2 separate regions of the Mus musculus genome follow, and region 2 is linked to region 1. The links are chromatin contacts, called in public HiChIP or PLAC-seq maps. All regions are on one chromosome and are shown on one strand. Each heading gives the region's core, a stretch centred on a gene start, on an enhancer-like site or on the middle of the called end of the contact. The rest is flanking DNA. Distances are from core to core; before and after follow the strand shown.

Region 1 (4,388 bases), core at 1,193-3,692:
CTCCCTTGAAGTTGAGGTAGGAGTCAGTGGGTGTCTTGTCCCATAGGGAAGCTGTTCTGTGGCCAGATCCGCAACCAGCACTGCAGTCACTGCTGTAGTTGTGGCAGCTCAGGCTCCCAAGGCCACATCTATAGCCTCTCAGGTGCCTAGGGAAGCCCAGCACATAAAGCACCCACACCTGAGTGTCCCATAGCTCTCAATAGCCCAAGTGTGCGTCACTGAGTGGGGAGGCAAAGCACAGGGAGTGGACTGGTGGCTATAGGACTGTGGGCAGCTGCTCAGTCCACCCTCAGTGAGGCCAGCAGTTCAGACTGACTCAGCAAAACCAGGGACAGGATTTTATAAGATTGCCTAAGCTTTTTAGATTGGGTTCTACCTGACACAGGAGGCCTACTGTAGGTCACAGGGCTGGGCAAAAGGCCCACTGTGCAAAGTTCACCTTACAGAATCAGCAACGGATGCTGTTTGGGGAGCTGTCTATCAGTACCCACAGAGGCCTGTCCAGTCTCCTTCTCCTTGCTGGACAGTGGCAGCTACTCATCTAAAACAGAGCATCACAAACAGCCTGTCATCTCTTCTCCCAAAACGGCTTGCCTTGCAGCAGCTGGTGCTTGTGTCCAGGTTATTAGTGGCACTGAGTGACTTGTTCATCCCACCTAGGTAGGACAGGACCTACTTTTATAAGAGTATAGGCACAAGCTGAGACTCACACAATTTGTGTGAGCACCCACAGCCCAGAAGTATCTCACAAGATTGTGTAAGCCCCTGTGGCTTACACTCTGTCTTGGCTGGGGCTAGACCTGCAGCAGGACTCCTTCCAGATGCCCCAAGCTCACACAGCTGGAAAGCAGAGAAAGCAGAGCACAGAGTTCCCACAGGTCTTCGGAGCTGCAGCAGGTCATGAGTACGCAGCCAAACAGCTTCTTGATCAGTGAGTCAAAGACCTAGCTACTCTAATAGAATCTTGAGATAGTAAAACAGTAGAATCACTGGCTAATTAAAGTATTCAAATTGATCTTTGTAGAAGTAAATACTCTGAATATGAAATCTAAATTCTTGTTATGATTTGCTGCAGTACAGCTGATGTTGTCAACCTTATTCAGGAATGGTCCGACCTGAGGTCTCCATCTGAAGTCATTAAACATCTAACGATGTTAATTAGGAGTTCTGTTGCCGCCATTATTTTTCAAAGCCCTCAAGTTGGGTGGTACTTTGTGTGCACCCTCTTTGAGGCCCAGGCTTTCTGTCACTTGAGTGCTCAGTCCTCTGCCCGCAAAGGAAGAACAAAATGCCCACTTGGGCTCGAGGGAGCCCTAGCTAGAGAGGAAGAAGGGCTGCCACTATGACTCACTGCAGGGGACTAACTTGAGTGTACCGAGTATTACAGGATCTGGTGAGGGCCATGGTGCAGATCTGCCTGTCCTCTGACTTAGGATAGAATTCTAAGGGCTGCTGACCAGGTAAAGTAGGTCCTGAAGAGCCTGTGGAAACTCTACTGGGCTCTAACACAGCAGGGCCCACTTCACACGAAGCCCAAGCTTTAAATGACCACGGATCACTCTCTATAATACAGGCAAAGCCCCATATCACAAAGTGCTGCCAAGGTTTGCAAGGGTGAGAGCAAGGCTAACCACTGAAACTGCTGAGGAGCAGGACTTAATTTTGGCCAGTTTACCTAGCTACACACACAGCAGGGTGGACATGGTTGCCACAGCCACTGCTATTCACTGATATGCTGGTGGACACTCGGGCCCAAGCCCCTTCCCTTTTGTATGGTCTAGAACATGGCCACAGAACTTGTGGGCTATGCACACGAGGGCACACAGAGTGTTCTAACAAGGACCAATGACATAGGTAGTCAGCACTTCATCTGGAGCCCACGCACAAACAGTCCACTGGCAAGGACAAGAGCATCTGGAACTCTCAGATGAGGTCCTGTAGAGTCATCAAAAGCAGTAATCTGGTGCCGCATTACCCCCTGGCTCTCATTGTAAGACATAGGAGCTCCTGGATACCAGTAGTGCCTGGGTATCAGCAAGCTGAGTGAGCTTGCTGTTGCAGTGGTCTTCGTCACACTGGGGAACCTTTGAAGTGTTCTTCATATCTGGCACAGCAAACACTGCGGCCACCTCGGTGCTACCCTGCCCTGTGTCCCAGGAGTCCTTCTGTGAGGCCTTCATTGGACCCTGCTCGAAAACAGGCACAGCTGCCACCTAAGCATGTAGCTGTCAACAACTGGCAACAGGATTTTGAAAAAGACGACGAGCTTCCAAAAATGCATCTATCATCACCACTGGTGGGGAGGTGATGGACAGCAGGTGTGGTGAGCCCAGGCCATGCAGAGACAGGCGCGGCTGGCACCGCTGTCACTTGCCTCACCATGGCCAGCTGAACAACCCAGCTGCCAGTTGCCACTGTGCAAGGCATAAAACATACCCTCCAAGCAATCCCAGCAGCAGGACCGTGCTGGAGGCTGCATTATTAATTAGAGTAATGGCGCGTGGTCCTGTTACACGGCAGGATAATCGTGTTTAATTTGTGTATGTTTTAATTATGGCTTAAGCGGTGCCAAATTTGATCACAGTATCATCTTTTCAGTTCTGCTCTGCAAGCATGTTTGCATTAATTTGCATTTGAAACATAAGAAGCTGCTCTTCCTGGGGCAGTGCCTGCACACAGAGCCCCTTTCACAGGCCTCCCTCCCTTCCCATCCCCACACTCCTCCCTCACTGCAAGTGACAAGCAGGTCTCTACTGTGCTCCAAGAGCTTCCAGAGCCTGGAGGCTGGTCTCTTCCCGGAGGCACCCTAGAGCCTGAGCCCGCTCTCCCTGCAGGATGAACAATGGCTGCATTTAATGTGTTTAATTTACTGAGATTGGGCTTAGCTCATTGGCCTTTCATTGTTTTGGAGATGGATTTAATTAACCTCTGATGAATCTAGCCAGCCAGTGTGATGGCGTGAGACCCCAAGAGGCAGGGCTATCAAATGGGCCATATTCCCTGAAACACTGGGATCTCCTTGCCTGTCCAGGATGACAGGAGTACTGAGGGGGCTCTGTTCTGGGTGAGAACCTAGTGTCCTAAGGAAATAAAGCAAAGAGTCTAGTCTTTGCCAGACACTGAAAATCAACTTCCACTTTCACTTAAGAGGGAAGCCACCAATGGATGACATAGCAGTGTGTTAGGTGTCTCAGGCACCAGCTAGCCACAGGCCTGGGACAGCTTTCCCAGAGGACACCTTTCTACAGGGCATCCTGTGTTCTGAGCAGCACACCTTTCTCCTGTGACTGAGTCTGTCTGTGACTGTTCTGATTTCATACTCTTCCCATTCTTTACTCTGTCTTCAGAAATATGAAAGTCACTTGGAGGTGACCTGGCAGAAACAAGGGTACAGAAATTCTTAAGAGGATTTGGCCTGCTGGGAGAAGACACTCGCCAGGTAGGTATCTATGGAGGTTATTTCCGGCTGGCCAAATCTACAGAACCTGCTTCATATCCGGGCAATGGGCAGCAACTCCACCCTGTGCTATGTGTGGAGCAGCCTGGGGCCTCCAGCTGTGGTGCTGGTGGCCACCAACACCACTCAGTGTCCTGAGTGTCCACTGGCGTCTCCTGCTATCTCCTGATCCAGCTGGGACCCTGCTGGTGCTCCCCAAGAGCAGCATCCAGTGTTCTTCCGCTCTCGTCTTCACCAGGCTGCCTGAGTTTGACAGCACCAACGTGTCTGAGGGGGCACAGCCTCCAGGAAAGCCATACCCTCTGTACTCCTTGGCCAAGTTCTCCTGGAACAATATTACCAACTCATTGGATATTGCTACCCTGAGCATCATTTTTCAAGGCCGCCCTGTAGATGATCCTACTGGAGCATTCGCCAATGGCAGCCTGACCTTCAAGGTCCAAGCCTTTTCTAGATCTGGTAGACCTGATCTAGCCCCCTCTCCTCCTGCACACAGCAGATGTCTGCCAGTTAGAAGTGGCCCTGGTTGGAGCTGCTCCTCGTGGAAACCATTCCCTGTTTGGTCTAGAGGTAGCCACCTTGGGACAGGGCCCTGTCTGCCCCTCAGTGAATGAACAGAACTCCATCGATGATGAATATGCACCTGCCGTCTTCCAGCTGAACCAGCTGTTGTGGGGCTCTACTCCATCTGGCTTCATGCAATGGCAACCAGTGGCTTTCTCTGAGGAAGAGCAGGTCCAAGAATCAGCCCTCCCCTGCCAGGCTTCCACTCTTTGCTCCACCTTGGCATCTTCTCTTCCTCATTCAACAATTGTTCAAGCCTTCTTTGGGAACCAGAACAACTTCTGTGCCTTCACTCTAACCTTTGGAGCTCCCATGGGCCCTGGCTACTGGAACCAATACTACCTTTGCTGGGCATTGCTTCTGGGCG
Region 2 (4,211 bases), core at 1,076-3,575, 37 kb before region 1:
ACCGTTCCCTGAGTCTCTGATCCCAGGGAGAGCATGGCAATGAGTATCCAGACAGAAAGCGACACCTCTCTCGACTCTGTGGGTTTCGCAGTTGGAGTGAGCCCGCAGGTGTACACAGATGCAGGGCCGCTGGAGAAGAACAGCGACGGAAGATCTTTCGATTGCCCAGATTTAAGGAAGTCTGGACAGGCCTGCGACAACAGCCAGAGTTCGAGCACAGAACTGCAGCACTCCTTCTGTCTCAGTGCCCCGGGCTCTGTGAGCCTTCGAAAGGCCAGAGCACACCTACCCTGTCTCATAGTTCGCCTCTCCGAACGCTGATTCCGAGGACGGGCGCTCTTCCTAGCTGTTCAGGGTCGGCTTGGCACGGTGAGGTGGGAGGTTTCAGGACTTCCCACTCTGCCCGCCTCGTATTTTCCCGCCCCACCCCCATGCTGCTCAGAGCTCTGGGTCCCTCTTCTCTAGAGCTGGCGCCCCTGGCCTCCAGCATGGTCTCCCGCGAGCCCAGAAAAGTCCGTACTCTACCAGGGACTGTACTCCCGATGCTCAGATCCTCGGAGTATACGCGGTCGTAATCGAAGTGGAGCGAAAGCGAGGCCAGGGGCTGGTCTAAGGGCTCGAGGGAAGCAGTCCAGAGATCCCAGGGTACCATCAGAAAGCCCAGACTTTCCAGCGGGCGGTGTGCTCGGTGCTGGAGGGAACTGAGCCTAGCCCCCGCTGCTGCTGCTCGCGCCCAAATGGATCCTGAGAGTGTAGACTCAGACTAGGAAGCCAGTAACTGAAACCTCTAGGCGCTAGGGGCCACTGCGTACGGGAGGATGGGTGAGGATCATACGTGCAAGGTCTTTCAGGTCCTGCAGAAGTCAGCGGGACCACAGCACTTATTTCCAGTTCCCGCCATAAAGTGGCTTTCCAAGCCTTGACCTGATGGAGACGCGTGGCGTAAAGACCCCACACTAACTGTTAAAAAACGAAACTGAACTTCTAAGAGGACCAGCAGCAGTGGACGTTAGGCCCCTACGTGAAGCCTTTAGGATCACTTTTGCCCGTAAGACAGAAACCTTGGAGACCAGGGCAAAAGGGGAAAGTCGTTATTAACAAACTGCACAGGGCCTCTGCTTAAATCGCCAGGACCGGAAACAGTAGATTCTATTTCCACAGGTTGTATCACAATCAGTACTAGGTATTATGAGGTTAACAGTAAGCACTGCTCAAGAGGAGGAAAGAAATAAGCGCCAGCGTGCTACCTTCTCGGATCCTGCTGTGCGCCGCCGCACTAGGTGGCTGCAACTTCAGTTAACTGCCCAACAATTTTATGGAGTGAGAGGCCCCTGTACTAGAAAAGAAATTAAGGCCTAGTGGGCTCTACAGGCCGGGTCTATAGCCAGTGCTCTGTCCGCTAGACTGCAAACGCATACCCAGCCGAAGTCAGTGAGTAAGGTGATCCTTTCGTCCTGGTTCTTGAATTCCAAAACCGCTGCATTCTGGCCCGAGGTCCAGCTTGCCAGAAAGCAATAAGCAGGAGAATTCTGGTCCTGGGCCTCAAAGTCTGGACACGGGTAACCTCCTAGGTGAGTGCCTAATAAGCATAAAAGTTCAAGGGGGACGGCCTAGCCTCTCCCAGATACCCCAACCCAACTTCAAGGATTTCAGAACGGGAGGACAGCATAGGTTGTGTGTGTGTGTGTGTGTGTGGTAGTAAGGTCACCGGTTGCCTGGAGCCATCTAAAGTCAGTGAGTTCAGTTGGCAGAGTTTGGCAGATCTGAGGAAGCCAAATCTATCTGGTCCCTAGAGTCCACCCTTTTTCGTTCAAAATCCACCCAGAAAAGTTATACCCACAAGTTCACAACAGCCCACACCACCACGAGCTGGGAAGGAGAAGGAACCCCAGTACAGGGCTTGGGCCCTGATCCAAGATGGAGTGCCCTGACCTGTGGCGTCCAGCCGTCCCAGGCTCTTCCCTGAACTAAGCATACTGAGCTTGAGCTTTCGGAGTGGATCTTGAAATCTACATTCTTTCGGTCGATAAAATATGTTCTCGTATTTTTTCCTGATTTTCCCATTAAAACCTTTGCCTAACTAAACTCCCATCCAACGGGATTTATTTCATCTCTAGGGAGATAAATCAGGGGGCAAATTTACAGTCCCGGAGGCACCTGCCTCGCTAATGGGCCCTTCATGGAGTGCATGGCCGGCGGGGGCGCGCGCAGACGGGCCGGACGCTGGCCAATGGCCTGGTCGCCAGTGCCTTCAGCCAATCAGCGCGCGCGCCGCGCCCAGGCCCCGCGGTTATCAGTGCGTCCATCCCGCGCGGCGCCGCTCCGACCTGCCCCGGAGCCGCCACTGCCGCTCCCGCCGCCCTTAGTATCCCTGCCTTCTCTCTGACCGCCGCCCATTCAGCGCAACAGCCGTCGGTCCTCTCGCTTTCCCGTAGGGGCCGTCGGCGTTCGTTTGAAACGCGGTCCACCCGTCCCAGCGTAGCCGGCGCTCTTCGGCGCCGCGCGCAAACTTCCCGAGCCGGCGGGTGCGGGCGGTGGCAGCGGGGCCCGGATGGGCGCCCGGGTCGGAGGCGGCGGCGCCCATGGACGCTAACCGCCCGGGTGCGTTTGTGCTGAGCAGCGCGCCTTTAGCCGCGCTGCACAACATGGCTGAGATGAAGACGTCGCTGTTCCCCTACGCGCTGCAGGGCCCGGCGGGCTTCAAGACACCCGCCCTAGGCAGCCTTGGCGCGCAGTTGCCTCTAGGCACTCCGCACGGCATCAGCGACATCCTGGGACGGCCGGTGGGCGCAGCGGGTGGCGGCCTCCTAGGAAGTCTGCCCCGTCTCAACGGGCTCGCCTCGTCTGCAGGTGTCTACTTCGGGCCCGCAGCCGCCGTGGCTCGGGGCTACCCCAAGCCGCTGGCGGAACTGCCTGGGCGCCCGCCCATCTTCTGGCCTGGGGTGGTGCAGGGCTCTCCCTGGAGGGACCCGCGACTGGCCGGCTCCGGTAAGTGGCCCGCGCGGGATTCGGTAAGGAGAGGGGCTGGGCGCGGGCCTCGGACTGCGCTCACTGGCTCTTCTTCGCAGCCCAAGCCGGCGGGGTCCTGGATAAGGATGGCAAGAAGAAACACTCGCGGCCGACTTTCTCCGGCCAGCAGATCTTCGCGCTGGAGAAGACTTTCGAGCAGACCAAGTATTTGGCAGGCCCAGAGCGCGCGCGGCTTGCCTACTCTCTGGGCATGACCGAGAGCCAAGTGAAGGTGAGCTCGAAATGGGCCGGGGTCCAGCAGTATTGAGGCGGGGCCCGGAGTCCGCGTCCTGCGAACGGCCGGCGAGCGGCGGTTCGGCTGCGGCCGGACCGCGGAAAGCGCTGGCGCCAGGCGGGTCCGGAGTGCTGGTCGGGTGAGGCGAGCCTCGGTGCCCGTCTGATGATCCCTCCCCCAAACCCCCAGGTGTGGTTCCAGAATCGGCGGACCAAGTGGCGCAAGCGGCACGCGGCAGAGATGGCGTCGGCTAAAAAGAAGCAAGACTCGGATGCCGAGAAGCTGAAGGTGGGTGGCTCAGACGCGGAGGACGATGACGAATACAACCGGCCCCTGGACCCCAACTCCGATGACGAGAAGATCACGCGGCTTCTCAAAAAGCACAAACCCTCGAACTTGGCGCTCGTTAGCCCGTGTGGTGGCAGCGCGGGGGACGCCTTGTGAGGACGCGGCCAGGCCGGAGAACCCGAGAACCGGGACTCGCGGCATGCCCCGACGCCAGCCGCCCAGCCGCAGTGTGTATATATATTTTTACAGAATAAGTTATAAAGCGGACGTTGGCGCGGCCTTGGCGTGATGGCGGAGTACGGGGTTTGGGCCGATCACTTTGTATAATCAATAAATTATTTAACACGTCCTCGTCGGAGCCGTGGCTCCCAAGGCTGCACATCGTGTTTCTTCCATACGGAGCTGGCACCAGCGGGCGGGCAGGACCCTGCAGACCCACCTAGCCTGTTCTCTCTGTGGGCGCCAGAGACTGGCGCAGGGGGGCGCGACAGTGCTTGATGACGACCTGGGGCCCGTGTGCGCCTTTGGTTCAGAGGTTGAGTGCCTGGTGATGGTCCCAGAGCGCACGGTGATGGCAGCTTGCAGGAGCGCAGAGGTTGTGAGACTGAGCATGCCCCGGGTCGTGGGAAGGCAGCTTCAGCCGCCGGGGAAGGGAAGGACACCGCTGCGCAGTGCTTGG

Evidence for each region. HiChIP or PLAC-seq counts read pairs in DNA pulled down with a chosen protein or histone mark.
Region 2: a contact with region 1 is called in an H3K27ac HiChIP or PLAC-seq map of neural progenitor cells, with 6 times the contacts expected there. The contact joins the promoter of Nkx6-2 here to the enhancer-like site in region 1. A contact is called at or near these places in 5 of 484 Hi-C or Micro-C datasets (brain, cerebral cortex, cortical glia and 2 more) and 3 of 115 datasets of contacts at active chromatin or transcription factors (cardiomyocytes, embryonic stem cells and neural progenitor cells).

The regions. Positions count from the first base shown.
Region 1 is chr7:139,543,520-139,547,907 of GRCm38.p6, reverse strand. All of the region lies in intron 9 of Inpp5a (inositol polyphosphate-5-phosphatase A), which reads right to left. It also overlaps the pseudogene Gm33697. Among named protein-coding and RNA genes, the nearest start is that of Gm33031, 37 kb to the left of the region's middle. Within about 2 kb of position 2,442, at least 58 of the 459 cell types and tissues checked have an H3K27ac peak or open chromatin away from gene starts, as enhancers often do. A contact at or near this core is called in brain, cerebral cortex, cortical glia and 2 more, where this site is marked.
Region 2 is chr7:139,580,911-139,585,121 of GRCm38.p6, reverse strand. Nkx6-2 (NK6 homeobox 2) reads left to right here and starts at 2,325. Exons shown (of 3, transcript NM_183248.3): 1 at 2,325-2,988; 2 at 3,069-3,241; 3 at 3,434-3,902. The coding sequence starts at 2,583. The coding sequence ends at 3,688. Gm33031 (a long non-coding RNA gene) reads right to left here and starts at 2,326. Exons shown (of 7, transcript XR_003946896.1): 1 at 1-2,326.